Regions from separate parts of the Mus musculus genome. Here region 2 is linked to region 1. The links are chromatin contacts, called in public HiChIP or PLAC-seq maps. All regions are on one chromosome and are shown on one strand. The core of a region is the stretch at or near the end of the contact, and the rest is flanking DNA. Distances in the headings are between cores, read along the strand shown. Region 1 overlaps Prkca (protein kinase C, alpha). Region 2 overlaps Gm39440 (a long non-coding RNA gene).

Evidence for each region. HiChIP or PLAC-seq counts read pairs in DNA pulled down with a chosen protein or histone mark.
Region 2: an H3K27ac HiChIP or PLAC-seq map of stem cell-derived neural progenitor cells shows a contact between it and region 1, with 7 times the contacts expected there. The contact joins two enhancer-like sites. A contact is called at or near these places in 3 of 484 Hi-C or Micro-C datasets (the N1E-115 cell line, nephron progenitors and palatal mesenchyme) and 1 of 115 datasets of contacts at active chromatin or transcription factors (stem cell-derived neural progenitor cells).

What each region holds. Positions count from the first base shown.
Region 1 is chr11:108,023,458-108,029,149 of GRCm38.p6, forward strand. All of the region lies in intron 5 of Prkca (protein kinase C, alpha), which reads right to left. Among named protein-coding and RNA genes, the nearest start is that of Mir7223, 29 kb to the left of the region's middle. Within about 2 kb of position 2,489, at least 53 of the 459 cell types and tissues checked have an H3K27ac peak or open chromatin away from gene starts, as enhancers often do. A contact at or near this core is called in stem cell-derived neural progenitor cells, where this site is marked.
Region 2 is chr11:109,207,817-109,213,508 of GRCm38.p6, forward strand. It overlaps Gm39440 (a long non-coding RNA gene), which reads right to left. Exons shown (of 2, transcript XR_880276.2): 2 at 5,599-5,692. Among named protein-coding and RNA genes, the nearest start is that of Gm39440, 8.9 kb to the right of the region's middle. Within about 2 kb of position 3,210, at least 17 of the 459 cell types and tissues checked have an H3K27ac peak or open chromatin away from gene starts, as enhancers often do. A contact at or near this core is called in stem cell-derived neural progenitor cells, where this site is marked.

The sequences.
Region 1 (5,692 bases), core at 1,239-3,738:
ATGCTTTGGGGGTGGTCCAGCTGTCTAGCAATAAGGCAAGGCTCCTGGTTCAGGGATTCTGACTCTCAAACAGTGCAGAGAGGCTGAGCCGTGATGCAACTGGGGTGTGTCAGAGGTGGTGGTGGACACACGATAGTGGGACCCTGTGGCGGAACCAACCACAAAGCTACAGGCCATCAGGTGTGCACAGCAAACTCCAGCAGAGGAAAGCATCTAGCAGGTTCCAGTTGGTACACATAGGAAGTTCTCAGGCTACAATCCCTGAGGTACGCAGGCTCTAACTTAAAGTAGTAAGGCACCCTAAAACTCCCTGAGACGCTCTCCTTCTCTCTCTCTCTCTCTCTCTCTCTCTCTCTCTCTCTCTGTGTGTGTGTGTGTGTGTGTGTGCAGAGTGTAGAGGACAGCCTTGGCTGTTGGTCCTTACATGCCATAAACCCTGCCATCTTGAGACAGGGTTTCTCATTGGCCTGGAGCTCACAAAATAAGCTAGGCTGGCTGGCCAGTGAGTCCCAGGGATCCGATTGTATCAACCCCACCTCCACCCCCATCCCAGCACTGAGACTATAAGCACATCCTCTTCCCCCCCCCCCCCACCACAACCTTTTTTAATCCTGAAGGTTCTGGGGGATTGAATTCAGGTCTTCATGCTTGCATGCTGTCACCCCAGCTCATTCTGTGTCTCCTTAAATCACAAATGTCTTAATATTTTTTTTTTCGAGACAGGGTTTCTCTGTGTAGCCCTGGCTGTCCTGGAACTCACTTTGTAGACCAGGCTGGCCTCGAACTCAGAAATCCACCTGCCTCTGCCTACAAATGTCTTAATATAAATTTATATTCTCTATGGCATTTGAAGACACTCTTAGGCCCTAGCGGAAAGATATCTGTAGACTTCACAGACCAACTCTCTCAGGACAGTGACAGCTGACTTCTCTCTTCACATTGGGACACTGCAGATTGTCATCCCTGTAGAACACGTTATCCTCCCAGGCTGGTCTCCCTCTGCCTGGCAGATGGGAAGAGTCTTACACTATGATCTGAACGCTTGTGATTCCCCACCCAATTAATATGCTCTAATTTCTAGTCCCCAGGTGAAGGTACTAAGAGGTAGAGTCCAGAGAGGTGATTAGGTCAGGAGAATGGGCCCCTCATGGATGAGATTTGTGCCCGTATAAAGTAGGTTTTAGGGAGCTTGCTAGCTTTTCCCACCGTGTGAGGACCCAATGAGAAGGCATTATTTCAGGATCAGGAAATGGGTTCCCCATGGGTACAGCAGCTGCCAGTTTCTTGAACTTGATCTTCCCAGCCTGAGTCCCACATTCCTGTTGTCTATCAGCTACAGTACCATGTGACAGAGGCCTGAGTGGAGCAAAGCCACCAGGGAGTTGAGAGTGACCTAGACAGTGTGGAACAAGAACCTGCTGGGGCTTGATATTGGGTAAGAACTGCAAATGAGGGTGCTGGTCCAGGGTGGTCACGTCATATTCTCCTTAGTGTGAATGTGAGTCCTCCATGAACTGGCACCCAAGAGCAGTCAACTCTGTCCAGATAGAGGCAAGTGATTCTTTCTTCAAGCAAGTGACAAGGTAGAGTTGACACTCTGTAGAGGAATGCATTGGACTGTGTGATGTGAGGCAGGAAGAGATGACATCCTCCTCTCGGGAGCAGGGTACCACTGAGAGATTTCTCATCAACACTCCAGTGGCACTTGGACTCTGTGTCTAGAGGTCTGATCTTGAAACTAATAATAGTCTAATAGCCAGAGTATCCCACCATTCACTTCAACAAATACTTTTTATTTGCTTTTTATTTTTATTTTGTGTTTTTTTTGAGACATAAGCTTGCTACATAGCCTAGGCTGGCCTTGAACCCGCCATCGTCATACTCTGCCTTCCCATGGCTAGGTTTACAAGCAGGTACAAACACATCATGCTGTAGTCTTCAGCATGCTCCATCCTCTGATTTACCAAGCCAATAGTGGTATAACTTCAGAGCCGACACTGGTTTCAACTGACTGGTTAAGGAAGTCAAATATCTTATTCCACTCAACCTGTCACATGCAGGACTGACACATGATTCCCAAAGACTCACGGGTTACTCTCCTCTCGACTGTTTTGAACACCTACCACCGAGCATAGCAGCATGGGGAAGTTATCTGCCACACACACGGGTCTCCATACAACCTTTGCCCTGTGATTCTGGGTTCATGCTGTCCCATCCCTGGGCACACCCTATCTGGAACACAACCCTGTTCTCTGGCTTTCCAGCCTCCTGCTAGCCCTGTCTATCAGATCTCCACAGGCTGACAGAAACACGGGGACAGGGACAAAACACTTCCTCCCCAGGCATCTCCCCAGGGTCAACACAGGGCAAGGCAAAAGCCACGCAGGCCAGATTCTTGGATTCTGACAGGAGCTGGAGTGGGCAAGGCCTTTCGAGGCTCTCACTTTGAGCTGCAGTTCACAGAGTGTCCATTTGGAGGGACTCCAACACAAGGGAAAAACCAAACAGGCCTTTTTCCAAGGAGACTCAATTCAGGCCAAAAGGAGCCAAGTGCTTTCCCAGAAGACATCAAATGATTTGAAGAGTCTCAGAGTGCTCAAAGACTAAGGGACATAAAATGTATTGTTAGTTTTCAGGAAGAAAATATGCCATGCAGGGCCATTTGCTCCACATTTCTAGGGCAACCATTACACATGGAGCTTTGCTGGGTTTCACCCAATGAGATGCAAAGGCATCTTCAGCAAAGAACAATTGTAGATGAGGCATCAACAAATGAGACGTGGGTCACTTGGAGGGTCTTGGCTGTCTGGCTTGCTGCATTTGCTCTAATCACACTGCACCAAGCTTGCGGATGCTGTCTGTGGTCACGAGCACGGACTCTGATTTGATCTCATTTGTGCTAATAAACAATGACTCACAAATTCTATGATCTTAGTTTCCTTATGGCCAGAGTCAAGGGCAAGAAGAGCGAGCAACACTGAGAATATACCCACCTTGTGTGACCACAAACCTGAATTCAAGGACTTAAGAAGTACATTGTTTAAAAACACATTCACTGAATGTTCTGCTGTCTAAACCCACTACTTTGTCACAAGGGTGGCTTTCTGCCCCAGTAAATCCAGTGTCCCCAAATGGTGAGTCAGCAACTACTCAATCAAAGTCAGCTAAAGAATTTAATGAGCGTGGTATGCACAGTCAGTTCATGCTCCCTCCTTCCTTCCCTCCCTCCCCCTCTCTCTTCCCCTCCCTCCCTCTCTCTCTTCCCCTCCCTCCCCCTCTCTTCCCCTCCCCCCCTCTCTCTCTTCCCCTCTCTTCTCCTTTCGTCCTACTCTGTCTCCTTTCTTCAACTTTGAGACATAGTCTTACTGTATAGCCCTGTTTCCCTTTTAATATAGCCTCCTCTTGCATACACTAAGTACTCCAATAACACGTATGTTATCTGCTAATATTCTATAATTCCAAAGTAGATGACTGTGAAAAATATTTGCTAGTTGTGGGAGACAGATAAGATCTGCATATAAACATAGGGAGGCATTGATTTTAAGAAATAATTACTTCTCATTGTAGGGACAATGCATAGTCATCATAAAATAATTTAAATGCACAAAGTATAAAGGCAAAGATTAAAGGCAATTGCACTTCCACCAAAACAGAGGATTGATGCTGACATACTGTTATGCTGATTGACAATTGCTCTCCTGTAAAGACATCTATAGTATAATATTGATTGTTTGATTATAATGTTGGGGATAAAGCCCAGGGTCTTGTATATGCTAGGTAAGCACATTATCATTGAGCCATATCTCTAGCCTGTAATATTTATTTTTATAGAATTCACATAACTTTATGGTAGTTAAAAATTCCTTCTTAATAAAAGTTACCAAAGTAATTTTTAAAAAGCATTTTTTAATGCCCAGCATTCTATTTTGTAGCAAAGACTTTAAAATAAGTTCAGTTTGTACATTTACATGGTTTAAAAATTCCTCATCTTTGTATATAACAACTGATTGTCTTCATACATAAATTTCTGCTTTTCTTCTTGGGCTGCATTCTTAGAAGGAGAGTAAAAGATATAAAAACCCTTGCCAAACTGCTCCCCCCAAAGTTGTATCAAAGTCCTACCAAAAATCATATTAAAGATAAAGTGAGAAAAATAAAGAGTAACATTGTAAGTTTGATTTTTTTTTTTTTTGAGGCTTAACAGTCTTTATAGCTATTGGGCCATGTGAATTTCTTTTTCTCTGACTTAATTCTCAATTCCTTTAGGGTAGTAAACAGGTTTCTTACTGGCTAGAGGGAATGTTTGGATGCACATGACAGTGGTCCTTCTCCCTGTTTGCCACGCTCTGTGTTTAGATTTAATTCCGTAGGCTTCTAGAAACACAAAGGAGTCTATCTTTTCACACAGTCAAAGCTACCAACATGTTTTCTTTCCTTTCTTCCATTTCTTTTAGGCTTAGGAAATCCTTGCCCTCCGTGAAGGTAGTTAAGTATTCGCCTGTGTTTTCTTTCATTATTTTGTTTCCTTTTTTTAATAATTAACTTCCAGATGCACTTGAAATTTATTTTGGTGTAAAGCACGAGGGGAGATCTCATTTATTTATTTATTTTTCTTCCAAACGTTTAGACAATTTTCCCAACAACGTCTGTGGAATGAACCACACCTTCTCTCTAGTCCTGGAAGCCTCTGTTTATTTATAAGCAGGCTCCAATTTCAGGGTATCTGCTTTATCACATTCAATTCCCTGTTAGTCCCTGCAGCAGCCAACATTCTAAACTGTTTCAAGTTTCCAAGGTATTTTAGAACCATCCACATGTCCCACACTGTGCTTCTCAGAGCAGCTCTCTGTCCACTGTCGAAAAATCTCTGCACTTCTGTACTCATGGATCTGTGTTGGTTGCAACTCTTCATTGCTGTGACAAAATTCCTGACCAGAGCATTTACTTTTGCTCATTGGTTTAGGGTACAGTCCATCACGGTGGTGAAGTCTTGGAGGCAGAGCCAGAGGCAGCTGGCCACATGGTATCTGCATCCAGGAAGCAGAGGGAGATAAATGCGGTGCGGCTCACGTTCTCCTTTTTCTTTGGCTCAGGACACTGCTTTTCTCTTTAGTTTTGGAGACAGTCTCTCACTGAAGCTGGGCTCACTGATTTGACCCGGCTGATTGGCTATCTCCTACCCACATGTCTCTGTTGACCCAGCTGATTGGCTACCCCCTACCCACACGTCTCTGCGTCCCCAGTGCTGGGCTAACAGGAGTGAGTCGTTCGTTGTGCCAGGCTCGTTAAGTGGGTGCGGAGGGCCAGAACTCAAGTCCTCACGCTTGCACAGTTAGCACTTTATGGACTGAATCACCTCCGCTGCAACAGTCCAGCACGCTCTTGAAAGTCCCCACTCAATGGCTGCTTCTTTGCAAATGCCGTCACCCCTCTGCCTCCTTGGTTCTATATTTTTTAGTCTTTGGCTACACTCTGCTTCGTTTGCATTTATCATTCCCATAATGGTAGAAAATATAAATGACGTGTGTATTCTACTGCTCGCCTTAGAGACCCATGTCAAACATTCTTACTCAGCCTTTCTCTGATTATAAAAACAAGGTATGAGACGGTGTCTTCCGATAACCCCCACACCCCCATGATCAAGAAGAATCTATCATGCTGTGTTCTAAATTGGTGCTACCTTCTATACTAA
Region 2 (5,692 bases), core at 1,960-4,459, 1.2 Mb after region 1:
TATATATATATATCCCCAGGACAATGTTCCTGGGCACTACAACCCAAGGTTGTCCTTTAACCTCCTAATATACTTGCATTCATACCTTCATACAGATGTGCATATTTTCATGTACACACACACAGTCACTGTTTTTCTTGCACATACACACACACACACACACACACACACACACACACACACACATATATATACATATATATATATATATATATATATATATATATACATATATATGGCTGGAGAATAAAGCCTGGAGAAGCATTGTATTAGTATTAATACATGAAAGAAGCCAGTTAGTAGAGAAACACCAGATGCTCTTCCCCACCTGGGTTTCATACAACAAGCAGAGCATGCCTCAAAAAGTATATGCTATACCAACCAGGGAAAGGTGGATATTATGTCAGTGTCCTATAACTGGTCGTATGGTTCACGGCCTGGTGCCTTGGGGAATTCCTTCCCACCTCCTAGCCCACTCCCACCCTCAGAGTGCTTTCCCTTAATAAACTGCCTCTCTTTCTATGCCTAACCATGGGTCCCTGGGGGCAATTCTTGGCTGTGAGACCCAAGAACCTGGATACTTCAGCAGCTGCCCCACGACTCACATCCACACTGAGAACAAGTATCAATGTGTGCCGTGTGCATAAATGAATGTGTGCATTTGCACACAGGGTGGGGCATGTCTACACATATGTGCAGGTGCATTTCAAGGTCCCAGGTTGACATCGGGAGTCGTCTTCTGTGGTTCTCTCAGTGGAACCAGAGCTCACTCATAATGGTTGATTTAGCTAGATGGCTTGCTCTGAGGATTCTCTGCCTCTGCCTACCGAGCAGCAGATTTATAGACCACTGCCACACACACACACACACACACACACACACACACACACACAGGTCCTTGTGCCTGCTCAGAAAGCACCTTCCTCACTGAGACACTACTATCATAAAGCTCAAAGGCGTATGTTTTCCATCCCATCATGCACTATGGGTCCATCCCTGTGTCATCACAGGATCTTTACCAACTGTACATCCTGACATTCTATAGAGGCAGTGTTTACTTTGCTGTGCTCAGTGTTGGAGAAATAGCTGGATCTCAAACTCAATGACTATAAACAATGCAGCAATTAACATCCCTGGCCATGACCTACTCAAACGGTTCAGAATCTCGCTGAGCTTCAGTCTGAAATGAGATGATAGATGTAAGGTGTCCGGAAAAGACATGATTGACCAAGGATGCTGGAGAACATTAAGACGGAAAGTAAAAACAATAGTATGTGTCTTATTTTGCCCTTGAGACAGAATTAGCCCAGGTTAGCCTTTAGTTCACCACGTAGCTGAGACTACTTTTGATCAATTTCGTAATGCCTACTGCCTCTACAGTAGACAATGCACCACTCTGACCAGGTGACGGCAAAACTGCTTTTAAATACATGTATGTCTTCCTCAAGATTTAGGTTTATACTTTGCAAGTTTCTAGTTATATTTGGTAGATAATTTGCTTTGCCCTTAGAACCACCCTGCCCAGATGCCCTCTGCAGGCTGACACACTCACTGTGTCCCAACTGCTGTGTGAACTGACAGCAAAAGTCTCAGAGTGGCCCCAACTGCTGTCTGCAAAACTGTCATTGGCCTAAGGAACCAGTTAGGTTGGATGTATCTGGAATGTCAGTTCCCCACTACCACTAACACAGCCACAGCCACCAGACAGTGGCTATAGAATGCATAAGACAGCTTTCTTGCCCCAGTGGGACCATCATTCATATTGCAAATCTCCAGTGCAGAAGTGGGAAAAGCCTAGCTTCAACAGAGGCCTCTCTTCGTCGTCTGCTTCCTTCGAGTTTATTCAAGCTTCTTGCCCAGAGTTTCTTTCAAGCCATTTGCAGGAGATTCCATGTTTTGAGTGATTCCATCCTCAGAATAATTCCTGGGGAAGAGCATGAAGTTAAGACAATGGCCCTCATGTCAAGCCCAGCAGCACTGGAGCGGGGTATAGGGGCGAGCGGTGAGATGCTATCGGAAGGTTGTCTATCTCATAACTTCCTGCTTAAAATACCCTCAAACAGATACGCAGCAGATGCCCTTATCCAGCCAAATAGGAGCCTGTGAGCCACTGAATGGCCAACAGCAAGCCAACACTGGGTGGAGAACACGATGCCCCATGACCCTGCACAAAGAGAGGCCAAACAAGCCACCTAAACAGGACCTAAGAAAGCCAAGGCGCTTTGCAGGGCTGACAGGCTAAAGGCAAACAGAGATATCATCAGGACAAAGTTCAGAGCAGGGCCAAGGTGAAAAGTGAACTGTCTGACCCGGGTTCATAAGCATCAGCTGGACAAGGACATGCATTGATACTAGAGCCACCTGATGCTCTCCCAGTACAAACAATAATAACCAAAACACCTGGTACCGCCTTTGCGTGGATAAGCCAGTGTCTTTAATCTCTTCCTTCCTTCCTTTCTTTCTTTTCCCCTTGATGACTGAAGTACCCACTCTGTGGGGCCTTCTGCTAGAGCCACACTGGTAATAGTGACAAGACTTTGATGTCCCCCTCATTCAACAGAATGTTGTTTAGTTCAAAGTGAGGAACAGAGGCAATTCTTTGCTTTTAAATTATTAGCTCCCTAAGTCTTCTGTAATGATATAGTTTGACTGAAGTGCGCAGTTTATTAACTACATAAAGACGACATTATCAGAGCGGAGAAAGGCCGCTGCGAGTTTTGCCTTTCAGCCTAGCAGCAGGGGTTTCTGACACTTTGATCTGCATCAATGCTAAATGTCTTTGTGAGATAGAGGGAGCGGGCTGAAATTATCTTTGGCAGGGTGGTAGCATCAATTATTCAAGCCCTTTTCCTTATGAATTAAAGTGTTCTTCAACTTCTACCCCACTTGTGGGCCCGGGTGGGGTTTTTTCCCCCTTTTATTGTTGTTTTTCTAGTCAGGAAAGGCACTCGGAATAAATCTCCAGGCAATCGCTACTCATACTCCGGCTGACCTTTGAAAATCCACATCTCCTCCTTCCTAATTGCTCTCTCCACCCTCAGTTCCCGGCCTTGGTCTTCTCTGAGGTGACCCAAAGGACTGTTGAGAGAAAAGGGCACCATTGTCTCCACTGGGCTTCCTGCCAAAACGGTCAGCAGAGACCAATGAAGGAGCCTCTTGACAAGAAGTGTCCGTTTGAAACTCAGTGAAGCAGAGGCACCCACACGCCACTCGAAGCCCTTCTGGATGCCCTCGGCAACACGCTGGCTCCCGGTGAACAGCTCCATTCTCAGATTGCCAGTGTGATCCTGAACATGGTGCCTTCCGGGATGTGATCTTGAGGCTATTATGGACTAACATCCAAGAGTGAGCCATCAAAATAAACCAGGAAGGTATATTAGGGAAGGGAAGACTGGAGGGGAGGGGAGGGGGAGAGGGGAGGGGAGGGGAGGGGAGGGGAGTCAGAGTGCATTGGTGTTCAGTTATTCCCTCAATAGCTGCAGGGAAACGGTCCTAGAAACCCCTCCCCCCAAGATACCAAAATCTATTAGTGTTCAAGTCCCATATACACTTGCTATGATTCCAGTTTGCTCTTTTTGTTTTTGTTTTGTTTTGTTTTTATTTTGTGAGGACTTGTTCTGAGCCTTGTCCCCTAAATAATGTAGTGTGCAGTCTGCACAGAGCCTACACACATCTTTCAAACCCTTAAGTAAGCCGAACCCATCTCTATGGTCAGCTTATAAAAGCTAAAACTGCAAAAGCCACAATGAGCACATAGACAGATGCTGGAAGTGCTGCCCAGTGGTTGGCCCTGACTCCAGCCATTTTAGACATAACAGTTCATGTTGACCTTTAATGCGATGGGTCCTGTGTGAAGCTTACAGTTGTGGAATTTCTTAAGATTAACAAACCTCTTAACATAGAGAACCCAACAGGGTATGTGGTCAGCATGACCCTGCTCTGAGTCAAGTTATTTTTTCTACATCAATGACTAGCAGGCATATTACAGCAACAATATGAAATAGCTGTCAGGCATGGAACAAAATGGCTGTAGCTATGCTCAGGGGTGAGCCTTAACAACACAATATACCTTGGTCATATTTGTCGTGCTCAATTTGTGTTGCCTGACTCCTCCTGAGCATGCGTCCTGCTCTGGTGGGTGGTTGATATACTCACTCTCCCTCCATTGAAAAATACTCATTTTTTTCCTTCCACGGCAGAGATCACTTGGGAATAGCTTCTTGGCTAGGGGTAGGATTTCATTACCCACAGCCACACCCAACCTGTACTGGGATTTCATCTGGCTTGAGCTTGTTCGAGACTTGCGAATGTTGTCCCAGTTTCTGTGAGTTCATCTGCCCTGTTACATCTGGAAAACTGTTTTCATCCACACCTCTGTCTGGCCCATACATCTCAGTTACATCTAATTCCTAACCTAACATAAATGCTACATAAGAGCGTGTCCACCGTGCTGCCCAGGGAATAATGGCAAAGAGGGAAATTCTGTGCCTGTCCAACAGGTTCGGTTGTTTTCTGAATGCTTTCCAGTTTGGGACTAGTTGGATCTACATATGCAGAATCAGCAGAGAGCGCTGACTGCCCTGGGCTGAGCATGGTTTCTGGACACTTCGGTTTTGGATCACTAATCTTATCCCATTCCTGTCCTTGCACTTGTGGGAAACAGCCCTGGAAGGTACTAAAGCTTAGCGAGGGGCTGAAGAGAGGAGGCAGGAAGTGAGAAAGCTAGCAAGGTGGGTACTGTAGACTCCTCCATGACGGGGGGGGGGGGTCACTAGAGATGAGTCTCAGAAGGGTGTTGATCCTCAAACTCAGCCCTCTGTTGAGTAGGATCTAGCCTAGGCATGAGGCCTCTAGGTCTAGACATCAAAAATACCAAATGTGCATATGTGGCCAGAGTCGGCCCTCAGGCAGAAAGACAGGGCACAGAACATCCCTGTCACACTGAAGGGGAGTGATAACCATTATCTTCTAATGACCCCAACCTGTGAGCACAGTGATGCCCTTTACATATACCAAAGGGAAGCCATTCATTGAAATGTCATGTTAGGTGTATGTCTCAGGATTTCCACTGCTATAAAAAGACGCCATGACCAAGGCAACTCTCAGAAAGAACAATATTTAATTGGGGCTGGCTTACAGTTTCAGAGGTTTAGTCCATTATCATCATGGCTGGAAAGCATGGCAGCATCCAGGCAGATGAGAGTTCTACATCTTGATCTGAAAGCAGCCAGGAAGAGACTTGACTTCTGCAGGCAGCCAGGAGGAGACTAGATTCCACATACTGGCACAGCCCAAGCAAAGGAGCCCTCAAAGCCCACCTACACAGTGACACACTTCCTCCAACAAGGCCACACCCACTAATAGAGCCACTTCCTGTGGCCAAGCATTGAAACCCATGAGCCTATGGGGGGGGCAAGCCTATTCAAACCACCACAGTGTATATAACATATATAGAATAAAACAATGTATTGAGGGTATAGTGATACTGTCCATGATGCCCAATATCTACTGATGGTATTAGAATGTGTCCCCTGCTGATGAGTGGCGCTTGTTGCAGTTGGGCCAAGGCATTTGCCTATGGAAATTGTTGACACAGCAGTGTCATCCCGTAGAATAAAAGCGCATGTTTTCCAACTGCGCGTGAATCCCTGATACTCCCAAGCAGCCCCCATACTCACCATGTTCACTCTGA